Regions from separate parts of the Mustela erminea genome. Here region 1 is linked to region 2. A link is a contact called in public Hi-C data. All regions are on one chromosome and are shown on one strand. The core of a region is the stretch at or near the end of the contact, and the rest is flanking DNA. Distances in the headings are between cores, read along the strand shown. Region 1 holds the start of GPATCH8 (G patch domain-containing protein 8). Region 2 holds the start of ATXN7L3 (ataxin-7-like protein 3).

Region 1 (6,368 bases), core at 2,344-4,843, 260 kb after region 2:
TGGCCAAGTTACTTAACTCTCTGTGCCTCAGCTGCCTCATTTGAAAATGAGCGTTAATAGTACCTACCTCATAGAGTTATTGCAAAGACTATGAGAAAATACACATATAGTGTGTAGAATGGTGCCTATTTATTATTAAAATGAAGTTAGTGAAAATGTTTAAATGTATGTTCTTAATAATGATTACTCTTTATATTCCTAAGTGCTTCAGGTGCCATGCCACCGTTAATTAAGCTCCTCACCATACTACATAAAACACCTTTGAAACTTCAGGTGTTCCCAAATAAGTGAATCCACCTCTGACTCCATACTAAGTTCAAGATACCACAAACTCTCCAAAATTTGCAAGTGATGGTAAATTGGCAAAGAGTGAAATTTTATCATTTTTAGTTATCTTGCCAATTTAAAGCCAAAAAAATGACAGTCACCTAGAACTTACTGGAGAAGATACACAGAAAAATTTCTAGTGCTGTAAGATCTTTTTAAAAGCAACAGGATCCATGCACTCTTCGGAAACCTACTTTGGATTTGTTTTCAAATGTACTCAATGGATTCACCTCGTTTATCACTCAAAATCTTAAAAGGAGGCCACATTTAATTTTAATAATCCAACCTCAAAATGTTTTAGATGTACTATATACAGGAGCATGCTCTTACATTTTCTCCCTAATAACTATAAATTGAAGGATATCATTAATGAAAATCAGTATTTTTTCTTATTAAAACATCCCGAAGAAATACTACTTTAAGTTTTTTTTTTTTTTAATTTATTGTAGTTGACTATTTTAAATGGATACTTTTTAGAAATGTTAGTACAGCGGCACCTGGGTGGCTCAGTGGGTTAAAGCCTCTGCCTTCGCTCAGGTCGTGATCCCAGGGTCCTGGGATGGAGCGCTGCATCGGCTCTCTGCTCAGCGGGGAGCCTGCTTCACTCTCTGCCTGCCTCTCTGCCTACTTGTGATCTCTGTCTGTCAAATAAATAAATAAAATATTTAAAAAAGAAAAGAAAAGAAAAGAAAAGAAAAAAAATGTTAGCACAGGGGCATCTGGGTGGCTTAGTCGGTTAAGCATCTGCCTTTGGCTCAGGTCAGGATCCAGGCATCCTGGGATCGAGCCCCACATCGGGCTCCCCCTCTCCCTGCTTTGCTCTCTTGCTATCTCTGTCACTATGTGTCTATATCAAATAAATAAATAAAATTTAATAAAAAGAAATAGAAATGTTAGGGGCGCCTGGGTGGCTCTGCCTTCAGCTCAGGTCATGATCTCAGGGTCCTGGGATCGAGCCCCACCTTGGGCTCCCTGCTCAGCAAAAGTCTGCTTCTCCCTCTCCTACTCCCCTGCTTATGTTCACTCTCTCACTGTGTCTCTGTCAAATAAGTAAATAAATCCTTAAAAAAAAAAAAAAAGAAAGAAAGAAATAGAAATGTTAGTATAATAATTTACAAAAGTTTTAACATCTTTTAGTTGTCTAAAAGGTTTTCATTCCCAGTACCCTATTTTACCCATATTAGGAGATCTGAATTTTAGAAAACCAACATTTTCCTAGCTGCAGGAGTTGGGTTATTCCAACATACAAGCAGGAAAAAAACTTAAAATACACGTACTATCTTCACAGAACTACCCATCAGGTTTCAGATAAACCCAGCTAGAATATCAGAAGAGAAAGTCACCTTACTAGAAAAGGCAGAGGCTTTCTCAATTTTTTCAGGTGACAGCATTCACAATCTGCTATTCAGGTGTCAAATTCTTTCAAGGCCCTGCAAATCTGTTTAAGTCGGCTGAAATTCTGTGATTGAGCCATTTTCCCTCATCACTTAATTGTCCATGTTATTTCTTTTCAATTTTATTAGGTCACCTTGAAATTTTCTCCTCTGAAAAGCACTTGAGATTTTAGTTAACAGGTCTCTTTAAAATAATTACCAATAAAAGCCCACACATCTTGTAGCCTACTCACGCAGGAGCTTTAAAAAAAACACAAAAACAAAAACAAAAAAACCTCAGGGATCAAATGGCTATATAAGAACTGCTTCAACTTCCCTGCACCTGCACTATATTCTTAAACACCTTGAGATCCTGTATTGTGCTGCAGTTAGACAGCAGGCGCATGATCACAAGGTTTTTCAACAGCCCCTTGATCCCTTACTGCTGCAAAACTTATCACAAGCGTTCTATGCACTAGACTGTTGTTGTTTAACTGCTTTGTCTGTTTATTTACCAACTCCATCATCTCAGGGAACGCAAACCCTTCAAACTGCCTTCTGAAACGTATCTAGAGTATCCCATGTTACTCGGAGGAAGATCTGCAGCGGGATAAAAACTTGAGTTCTGATGTTCATTCTCCTGACCCAAATTGCTGTTGCCAGGATATGCGGTAGTAATGCAGTGGTTTCTTTGAGACTCTGAGGATGTATTTTACCCTAGAAACAGCCAATTTCTACTAAATCCCTTTTAGTCGCCGAGATTTCTGCGATAACAATGCTCAACAGGAAGGTATTTTAAAACAACTGAAAGACGCGTTATTCTAATTTGGCCTTTATTTTTCCCTCGATAATAACCTGTCATCACAAGGACACTTTTCCATATAGCATTTGCAACTAAAGAAAGAAAAAAAGGAGCTTCTGGAGCTAGTTCTCACGCGCTAAGGAAGTCCCTTATCATTAACGCTTCTTAAAATCTTTCGAGGGAGGATTTGGGGCTAAGCTTACAGCGACCACAGTCCTGTAACTTACTCTTTTCCAAGCAAGATGAACGGCCTAATAACAGCAACATCTACGCCTAGAGAAATCTCAGTGTTTGACCAACCAAGGAGGCGGCTGATAACTCAAGAATCCTTTTACCATGGGAAGAAATGGAAAGCCACACAATGAAAGGGATTTATCATACTGAGGATAGACGAAGGACGACCCGAAGAAGAGCCGTGCGAGCAAATCCCAGAAATTCGGAAGCCCTGGTCTCAGCAACACCCGCCCGAAGCCCTCCCAACCCATCCCTCTTTTCCCCCCGGGAGCCCGCCCGGCGCCTTCACAGGCCCGGAGCACCCGAGGGGAGCACCGTCCCCAGTCTGCGGCCCAACCAGGCTTCCGAAACCCGTCCGAGCAGGCCAAAGCTGCAAACCCGGCGGCCTGAGCTTAACAGGTAAGAGAATACGAGGTGAGAGGAGATGCGGCCTCGCCTCAAGCTGGGAGGCCCCTAGAGGAATTGGGAGGAGGGAGAAGAGCAAGCCAGTTCGTAAGCCGGAGCAGAGCTTGGAAGAAAAGAACTAGGAGCGGGGAATGAGGACGTCCCGGCTCCGCCAGCGCCTTCCCGGATTCTCGGCGACGCCCGTGTTTACCTGAAAGTCTCGATCCTCGTTGAAGCGGGAGAAGCGGTCCGCCATTTTGCCGCCTTCACTCCTCTCAGGACGACGCTCTCCGGTTCGCTCCTTCCCTCCCGCGACACCCGCCCCCTCGCTCCCCTCCCCAATTCCCCGCCTCCTCCCACGCCCACCCGGCGCGCGCAGGCGAGGGAGGGAGGAAGCGAGAAAGCGCGTCTATAAGAGAGCCCCGACGGCGCAGGCGCCTTTCAGCCCTGAAGGCGGAACCTTCCCTTAAATCCCCTCTCCGCTCGCGGCCCAGAGCGACCCCGACGGCAGCGCGTGCGCACTCGCGCCAGAGAGCGGCAAGCGCTTCCGGAGAGAAAGGTTACATGGGCGCAATACGCTTACGTCGGGATGTTTTCCACCTGCTGGTTTCCCCGGGTAGGGTATATTTTCTTGCCCTTTCGTTTCCGTGTGTGTGCAGAAGTCCATTCTCTGCTTTATTCACTACATAGCAATATAATGCAGTTTGAAAGCGCGGGTTTTGGAGCCAGACTACTTCGATTCCCAGTTTGCTCTGAGGATTAAATGGCAAGCAGACAGGAAAGACCCCTTTTCTCGTGAGGCTTACGTTCCGGCGGGGGGATGTCAGATACATAGTAAAAATAATTACATAATTTTAAATGTTCATGAGTGTTACAAAAAATAAAACAGCACAGTTATGAGACCTCTGAAATGACCTTTGGCCTTTGAGGAAAAGCAAGGGGCAAGGCTCCCCCCACACACACACATCCCTGCAGCTTTCAAGCAAAGGGAACTTTAGACCCACACGCCCCTCGACTACTAAGAGTTTCCATTTTTAGGATATTATTAGAGTATTTTTCAAGAGACCGAAGTTGGTCCAAATCAACTAAAGCTCTCTGGCTTTCAGTTTTCTTTTATAAAATAAGGAAATTGAATGTAGTAATCTCTACTGCCACAGACCCAGCAATGACTGTGGGTTATGATTCAGACTTTTCAATCCTATGGTTTTTCTGTGGACCTCACCCAGTCCTCCAGCTCCCTCAGCCAAAATACATAAAACAGGTAGGAGGGGGTATGAGGACTTCCCTGCTTTTGAAGAGAGTAGTTGACAGAAATCACAAAATGGAAAATAGCCCTTACGCTACCCTGAGAGAGTCAAGTGGAATGTAAATTTTGGGAAGGATGTGTATCTTCTATTCCTTTGTTACCTTTTGCCTCATCAAACCCCAGTCCAAGCAGAATACAATTGTAAGCAGTGGAAAGAACTCTGAGAGGAAGAACACAGACTGTAAACATTGTAAAGAGATTGAGGGTATATGTGGCAGATTGAATCAACATGGATACACATGAGGCATTTACCTCTTCTCCCTCTCTCAGCCCTACTAAGATGACAGTAAAAGGATGAGAAGGGTGAACACCTGGGTGGTTCAGTTGGTTGAGGGCCTGACTTCTGCTCAGGTCGTGATCCCCCTGGGGCCTGGGATCAAGCCCCCATCAGGCTCCCTGCCTGGCCAGGAGTCTGCTTCTCTGTCTCTTCTGCATTCCCCCTGCTGGTGCTCTCTGCCTCTATCTCTGGCAAATAAATAAATAAAATATTTTAAAAATAAATAAATAAAAATAAAATCTTAAAAAAAAAAAAAAACTTGGGGGGCTCTGGGTGGCTCAGTGGGTTAAAGCCTCTGCCTTCAGCTCGGGTCATGATCCCAGGGTCCTGGAATTGAGCCCAGCATCGGGCTCTCTGCTCAGCAGGGAGCCTGCTCCCTCCTCTCTCTGCCTGCCTCTCTGCCTGGTGATCTCTGTCTGTCCAATGGATAAATAAAATCTTAAAAAAAAAAAAAAAAAGGAAGGAAAGGGAAAAAAAAAAAAAAAAACCATCTTGGAACCTGGAGAGCACAGATAAATGGAAATGACTTTAGTAGAATAGAGAAAACAACGTCCTAGAGTGGGAAAGCTGGGAAACAAGTTGACTAAGGCTAAGGTGTACCACAAAAATTCAGGAATTGGAATCACTAGGTACCAAGATGAAGAAGTAGATGGAGTTGAAAACAGGACTTGTTACAAGGCACTTTAGAGAACAGTAAAACGCTAGACCCCTTTTCCCACCCAGGTAGTAAACTGGAGGGTTCTCCCCTGAAAAGACTAAACAAAGAGACTCTTTTAACGTATCTGGCACAGATAAGGAAATAGATACCATGCTGTAAATGGGAAGGTTTGGTAAAAGCTAACATTCTGGTTGGAGGCAGGCTTCTTCCAGCTCAGTGGGAAAAACCTACACACACCAAAAATAGGACTGGAGTCTCCCCAACTTACAAAGGTCATGTTCCAGTCCAGATATCCCACAGAAAATTCCGTCATTCCAGAAGCCCCAACCACACACAGCTTCCACTCAGCTCTTATATATGAATGTATGCCAAAAATAACCAGACATTGGTAGAAACCTGTGAGACAGAAACACCCCACCCCAAAACAAAGCAAAACAAAGTTAAAAAACAGCAAGTGGAATTCAGAGGAACCAGAAATAATGGAAATAATAGAAGAAGCCATCAAAAGAATTGTAATCAATATCCACAGAGATAGGAGATTACCTCAGGAAATAAGGCCAACAGGAAGCATCGGATGCCAAAAAAGAGAAAAGAATATTCAGAGATTAAGAAGTAACTTTTGGGGGCGCCAGGATGGCTGTCCTTAGCGTCTGCCTTCGGCTCAGATCATGACTCCAAGGTCCTAGGATCGGGCCCCAGTTCAGGCTGCGTGCTCAGCAGGAAGCCTGTTTCTCCCTCTCTCACTCCCCCGATTGTGTCCCTTCTCTTGCCGTGTCTCCGACAAATAAATAAATAAAATCTTTAAAAAAGAAAAAACAACTTTTGAAAGTCAAAATGTTTTAAGCAGAAATGAAAAATTCAATAGAAGAGTTAGGAAATAAAATGGCAAGAAATCTCCCAAAAAACAATAAAAAGACAACCTGGTCCAAGCCACCTTTACTTTCTCCTTAATCACGGCAAGAGCTCCTAAGTGTTCTGCTTCCACCCTGACCCCCTACAGTAGTCAG
Region 2 (6,483 bases), core at 758-3,257:
CTGCACACACGGGGGTGGGGGGTTCTGGTGTGAGGCCAAGGCACCTCTGAAGACCGCCACCTCCCCTCTGCACCTCGCTGCCCAGAGCCTAATCCTGGCATCAGGATCTACCCCTCCCCAAGGCCCAGGCTCACTGAGTCTGGATGGTCCTTCAGGGCCTGAAACCCCAAGGCGGCCTAGTCAGAGCTGAACTCGGGCCCTGGACTCTGCTACCAGACAAAGTCTGGGTCTATGGGAGGCAGCAGCTCACCCCAGGTCCCCCAAACTCAAACCCCTCTTCCATACCCATGGTGCAATGCAGCAGGGGGAGGAGAAGGAACTCTAAGGCCTCAAAGCAAACCCACAGGGTGTGGCAAAGAACTGCACAGACTCCTAAATGCACCCCCCCCTTCCCTAGGCTCTCCTCAGAGTCACCTCTGCTTTCAGCCAGGATGTCCACTTGGGGGGGTACTGCTACCAGAAGTAGGAATGGCCCTAGAACCCTACAACCTTCACCCCACTCTGTCTTCCCTTGAAATAAGCCTGTGACTACAGCAGGGGAACAGAGCCCACAGAAACCGAGAGCTGAAGGAGCCTTTCCAGCCACCATGATCAAGAAGAGGGGGTAGAGCCCGTCTGGGATGGCATGCCGGGAGTGGGCACTCCCCTTACCTGTTCTTCTTTTAGATAACCACCCTCCCTCCCTCAGGACCAGCCCGGAAGTCTCTCCAAGAGCCCCAAAGTCCAGGAATCCCCACCAAAGGAATCAGAAACAGCGCCCACAGTCCGGGGCCCCTCTGTACGGTGGGTACGAGTTTAAGGAGCTGCCGGCCTAGAGTGGGGTGGGGACTGACAAATGAGCCAGGGGCACTGGGGAGGGTAGGAGGCCGGGCCTCGGCTCTTCCCCCGTCCCTGCGGCACTGCTGCTGCATCATACCGACTGGGGGGAGGAGAGCCGAGCCGCCCGAGGCCGGCGCCGGTCCGGGACAGTCCGACCCCTAGAGAGTGGGCAGAGTGGGACGCGTCCCGGCCCCTCTCCTTCCCCGCCCGCCGACAGCCCCAGCCGGCCGGGGAGAGGAGTCCGGGAGGGTGTCTCTATTGTCCCGGGGGCTGGGGCCTGGATCCCTAACAAAGGCCCCGCGCCCCCTCCCCGGCCGGCCCTGCCCCGCCCAGGGGGGACCCAGACAGGGGGAGAGCTGGGGGCCCCGGCCGGGCCGGGAAGCCGGGGGAAGCCGGGCGTTTCCGCGTCGGCCCGGGGGGAGGGGAAGGGGCGCTGACCCAGACCTGGGGGGAGGGGGCCCAAGCCCCGCCTCGGGCCCCGCCCCCCGCCCCCCGCAGGCCCCTCCCCCGTCCCCGTCTCCGTCCCGTACTCACCCCGCCCGGGGGGCCGCGCCGGGGCCCGGCGGCCTCTCAGGGCCGCGTCCTCCGGCGGCGGCGGCGGCGGCGGCTGCTCCGGAGCCCCATGTCCGTCGGTCCGTCCTCGCCTCTCCCCGGGGCCCAGGGCCCGGGGCCGGGGGGTCGGGCCGCCCCCCCGCCTCGCCGCCTCACCGGGCGGCCATGGCCCCTTCCCCTCCCTTCTCGTCCCGTCGCCGCCTCCTCCTCCTCACCTCACCCCGCCCGCGCGCAGTCCGCGCGCCGTCCGCGCGCCCCTCCCCCCGCCCCCCACTCCAGCCCGCCTCTCCCGGGCGGGGGGTGCGGCGCGAGCCCGGAGCGCGCGCGCGTGCCGCGACCGGAGGATGGATGGATGGAGCGAGCGAGAACGCGAGCGTGCGCGCGCGCGCCCCTCTCCCCCTCCCTCCGCGCGGGCGCGAGGCCAAGCGCGAGCGCGCTCCAACCTCCTCCTCTTCCTCCTCCCGCCCCTCTTCAACACCCCGCCCCCGCCCTCCCTTCCTCTTCCTTCTTTCGCTTTCGCGCGCCCAGCGACTGCTCGCGCCTGCTAGAAGGGCCCGAGCGCGTGCATCTGCCCCGCGGCCGCAGCTCGGCAGCATTTGCTCCAGGGGGCGGGGACCGGGCGGGGAGGAGGGGCGCCACGCCGCCGTCCAAAGTACCGGCGGACGGGGACGGGGGCGGGGAGATGGGCGGGGCTTTCTGGAGCCACCTCGGCCAATCGCCATCTCGCCTCGGTCCGGCCGGCCCAATAGGATAGCGGTGGGTGGAGCGACGTTCAAGGTGAGGTGCGCGGTGCGCTGGGGGCGGAGACGTTGTGCCGTCCCGGCCGGCTCCGGGGCGGGGGCAGCGGGTGGCGTCGAAAGAGAGCGCCGGCTCCCAGCCGAGCCTGGGACGCCTTCCGGCCCAGGATCCCCCGCCCTTCCCTCGGGGCTCCCGGCTCTTCTCCCCCCCACCCCCCAACTCCGCCCCCGCCCCCGGCGCCCCCACTCCGGCATTTACCCCGTAGCGTGCAGCCACTTCTCTGAAGAGGCCGGAGTTGAAGTGGGGATCTGTTAGCACCTCAGGGCAGAAAACCTATGGAGCCAAAGGGGCTCGTCCGAGCCTCCGTTCCCCTGTTTCTGGGCGGGTCTCAGCCCACTCCAGGCCTGCGAGCCAACGAACGCCCGAGATGAGGGTCCTCTGCTGAGGGCGGAGGCCGAGCTGTGCCCTTCTGAGCCGAGCGCCCTCTCGGCGCTCAGACTAATTTAGATCCCACACCTGCTCGGCTTTCCTGCTTCCGGAACCCACGCTGGACCCCCCACCTCTCGGACAGTCGGCCTGGCACTGGCCAGACCCTTCCCCCGACCCTGCGCCACCCACACTGGGTGTGCCCATATCCGCGCGCTCTCACGGTCCCCCTTTACCTTCTGGAGGAAAAGGCCTTTCCTAGCCGCAACCGATGCCCAGACTGGCGCTTCTATTTCGGTTATTCTCTGGGTCTGGAGTGTTGGAACGGGGGTCTGACAGCCCTCTTGCCCTAGAAGAGGAGGTTAAAGGAGGGAAGTCTTAAATATTACACTTGGGGATCATTCTTGGCTTTTGGTCTTAAGCAAACATATATTGTGGCAATGGTCCTAAGTGGTTAAGACCAGGAATCAAATTTGAATTTAAATATGCAGACCTGGCAAATAAACTTGGGCAAGTGAGCTCTCTGTTGCCTCAGTTTACTCTGTTGTCACCGGGTATAATGATAGTACCTATCTCATTAGGTTGTTGTGAGGACTGACAAGTCAGTGCATGTGAAACTCTTAGCTCAGTGTAAGTGGTTTATAAATTTTAGCTGTTATTCGTAAGTGCTCTAAGAATTCTTAACAGTGCCCTGTGCTGGGATGCAAAGATGAAATAAGACAGTTGTGCTTCCTCAAGAAGTTCACAAATTTGTCAGGTAGACAGAACTGTAGGAAAATAATTGCCAAACACTGTGATAAAAATGAGAGAGAGGGCGCCTGAGTGGCTCAGTCAGTTAAGCGTCTGACTTAGGCTTAGGTCATGATCCTGGGGTCCTGGGATTGAGACCTGTCCGGCTCCCTGCTCAGTGGGGAGTCTGCTTCTCCCTCTGCCCTTCCCCCCTCCTGCTTGCTCACAATCTCAAATAAGCAAAATCTTAAAAAAACAGAAACAAAAACCACAAGAGAGATGCACAGGGGATGGGGTGGCCAGGACAACAGATAAAATGATGTAAGAGAGTTGGTCAGTAACAGCTTCTTGTAGTGGGAGATGAACCAGTTCAAGGCAAACCAGGAAGGTGCTACAATCCCAGACAGCAAGCTTCAGGAGTATGCTTCAGTTTGGGGCCCTGGCTGGAACATAGGAGTGGGTGGGGAAGCAGCAGGTCAGCAGGTCAGACCATGCAGGACTAAAGATGTGCTGAGTAATAAGGGCTTTAGACCTAAAGGCCATGAGGAGTCCTCAAGAGGAACCATTTGATCAGACTTGAATTTTAAGTAGATCATTCTAGCATGCTGAGTCTGTAGATTTCATTCATTCATTCATTCATTTGAGGTCCGGGTTGGGGGTGGGGAGAGTACAAGCAGGGGGAGTGACAGAAGGAGAGGAAGAAGCAAGTTCCTGCTGAGCAGGGAGCCCGATGTGGGGCTCGATCCCAGGACCCTGGCATCATGACCTGAGCCGAAGGTAGGCGTTTAACCAACTGAGCCACCCAGGCACCCCGAGTCTGTAGATTTTTGTTACCAATCAAGGCTTGTGAGGTAAAGGACAAAGAAACCCTGAAAATACCTTTAACCAAGATGGGGACCTCGGAGGAGGAGATATGAGGATATAAGAAGGACAAGTTCAGTTTGGTGTATGTTGTAGGTACTGTGGGACCAGCTAGTGGAGACTCTCTGAAGGTCACTGAAGTGAGAGGCCAGACCTTCAGGAAACTCCAGTATGTGAATCAGGAATTCTCAACTCTGATGATGCTGCTCTGTTTCTCAGTCTTTAAATACACCCAGTATATCTGCCCTGAGGGATTGACACATGTGCAGGAAGCCTTCCTGTCTCCTCTCTGTTTACCTAAATTCTTCCTACCCATGGCCATCCTCACACCAAACTCCTTTACAAGTGGATTGTTCTATTCATCCGGCCTTCGGCCTGGGCTGCTTCTGCGGTGATGGCCCACAGTTAGCATCAGTCAGTCAATAAACACTAAGGACTGTGCTGGTCTGGGCTCTGGGTGAGGCCCTGGGGTTTCAGCAACGAGCCAGAGAGACACACAGACCTTGTCCTACTGGAGTTTACACCCCAGCAAAGCTTGATGTGGATGAAACAAGACCAACTGTGAAGGTATCCAGACTGCTGAAGAAACAAATAGCATGATCTTTTTGTCAAGAGGTCAGAGAAGACCAGCCCCCAACGCACCCCAGAAGAAGTGATCTTTTCAAGGGAGCCCTGAATTAACTAGGCAATGAGGTGAAAAGGAACATTCAAGGCAGAGGGAATGGTTATGTGTATAGGCAGAACGAGGCCCTGGAAGAGACTGCGGTGTGTTTTGAGACATGGAGAGTTAGTAGAGCTGGGTTCATGCAGAGGCCAGCAGGGGCAACGGATGCCCCAGGACCTTGTAAGCCATACTTACTCACTCATTCAACAAACGTTTCTTTTTTTTTTTTTTTTTTTTAAGATTTTATTTATTTATTTGACAGAGAGAGATCACAGTAGACAGAGAGGCAGGCCGAGAGAGAGAGAGGGAAGCAGGCTCCCCGCTGAGCAGAGAGCCCTATGCGGGGCTCGATCTCAGGACCCTGAGACCATGACCCGAGCCGAAGGCAGTGGCTTAACCCACTGAACCACCCAGGCGCCCCTCAACAAACGTTTCTTGAGTGTCAAATGTATACCAGGCAATTTAGGTGCTGGGATTACTGTAGTAGACAGGTAAGGTGTCTTCTACTTGAGGAGGTAGACAGCAAACAAGTAAAAAAAATACAGAAACAAAGATGTAGGAGGAGGCCTCATTAGAAAGAGTTGTTAGGGAAGGCCTGTCTGTGAGGTGACATTTGAGCTGAAACCTGAAGGATGAGAAAACCAGCTGTGTGTAGGCTTGAAGGATTAGCATTTAGAGCAGGAAGAACAAGTACAAAGGCCCTGTGGTAGGCATGTTTGAAGACCAAAAGAGATCCCTCGGCTGGATCGCTGTGAGTGATTAGAAAGAGCAAGATGAGAGAAGGTGGGAGAAGGAAAGCAGGGGCCAGGCCTCATGGAGTCGTGAAAGTTGTTAGTACAGAAGTAACCAGATTGCTTTTCATTTTGATTATTTTTAAAAAATTTTTAATTCATTCACTAAGCTGTACACTCAATTTGGGGCTCAAACTCATGACCCCGAGATCCAGAGTCACACACTCTTCCAACTGAGCCAGGTGGGTGCCTCCAGATTTCTTTTTAAAAGATAACTTTGGTTGCTGTGTTGCTGTGTGCAGAATGGACTGTAGGGGGCAAGAGTGCAAGCAGGAAGACCAGTTTTAGGAAGACCAGTTTTAGGATGTCTTTGCAAAAGTTGAGCAGTGATGGTGGCCTTGAATGGGATGCAGATGCCAGCAACGGGGAAGGGTACACAGATTTGGGGGGAGATACAGGAAGTGGAATGGACACGTCTAGGTGAGCAAATACATGTGGAGGTTTAAGAGGGAGAAAGAAGTCAAGGCCGATACCTTAGTTTCAAGTTTGAAGAGCCAGAGGCTGATGATCGCTTTGGGCCTTGAGGGATGAGGTACCTGCAACATATCCCAGAGGATACACAGAAATTTACACAGGTTTGCGGTTTAGAAGAGCAGCCTCTGTAGAGAACCCCTTTTGGATTGGTTACCTATGGGTCATAACTGGAGGTTCCTAAGGCGACGACACCTCGGATAGAATGAGGAGGAGCCAATGCCAGCGGAATAGACCAAAGATGTCAAAAGATGGACAGGTGTCCACTGGATAGAATGATGCATGTGCTGGTGAATTTAGAGTCACCCCAGGAGAGTGGTGAGTAGGAGGTGAGGAAATGGGAGATCATGAAGGGCAGTGAGCTTTCTAGCAATTTGGCCAAGAACACCAGGGTGTGGGGCCAAGGGAGAGCTCTTGGATGGGGCCTAGGTC

Evidence for each region. Hi-C and Micro-C count contacts between places; a contact is called where the count stands out from the background.
Region 1: a contact with region 2 is called in a Hi-C map of spleen, with 4 times the contacts expected there. The contact joins the promoter of GPATCH8 here to the promoter of ATXN7L3 in region 2. A contact is called at or near these places in 2 of 3 Hi-C or Micro-C datasets (fibroblasts and spleen).

What each region holds. Positions count from the first base shown.
Region 1 is chr18:43,662,621-43,668,988 of mMusErm1.Pri, forward strand. GPATCH8 (G patch domain-containing protein 8) reads right to left here and starts at 3,594. Exons shown (of 8, transcript XM_032322817.1): 1 at 3,332-3,594. The coding sequence starts at 3,376.
Region 2 is chr18:43,404,682-43,411,164 of mMusErm1.Pri, forward strand. ATXN7L3 (ataxin-7-like protein 3) reads right to left here and starts at 2,008. Exons shown (of 13, transcript XM_032320435.1): 1 at 1,354-2,008.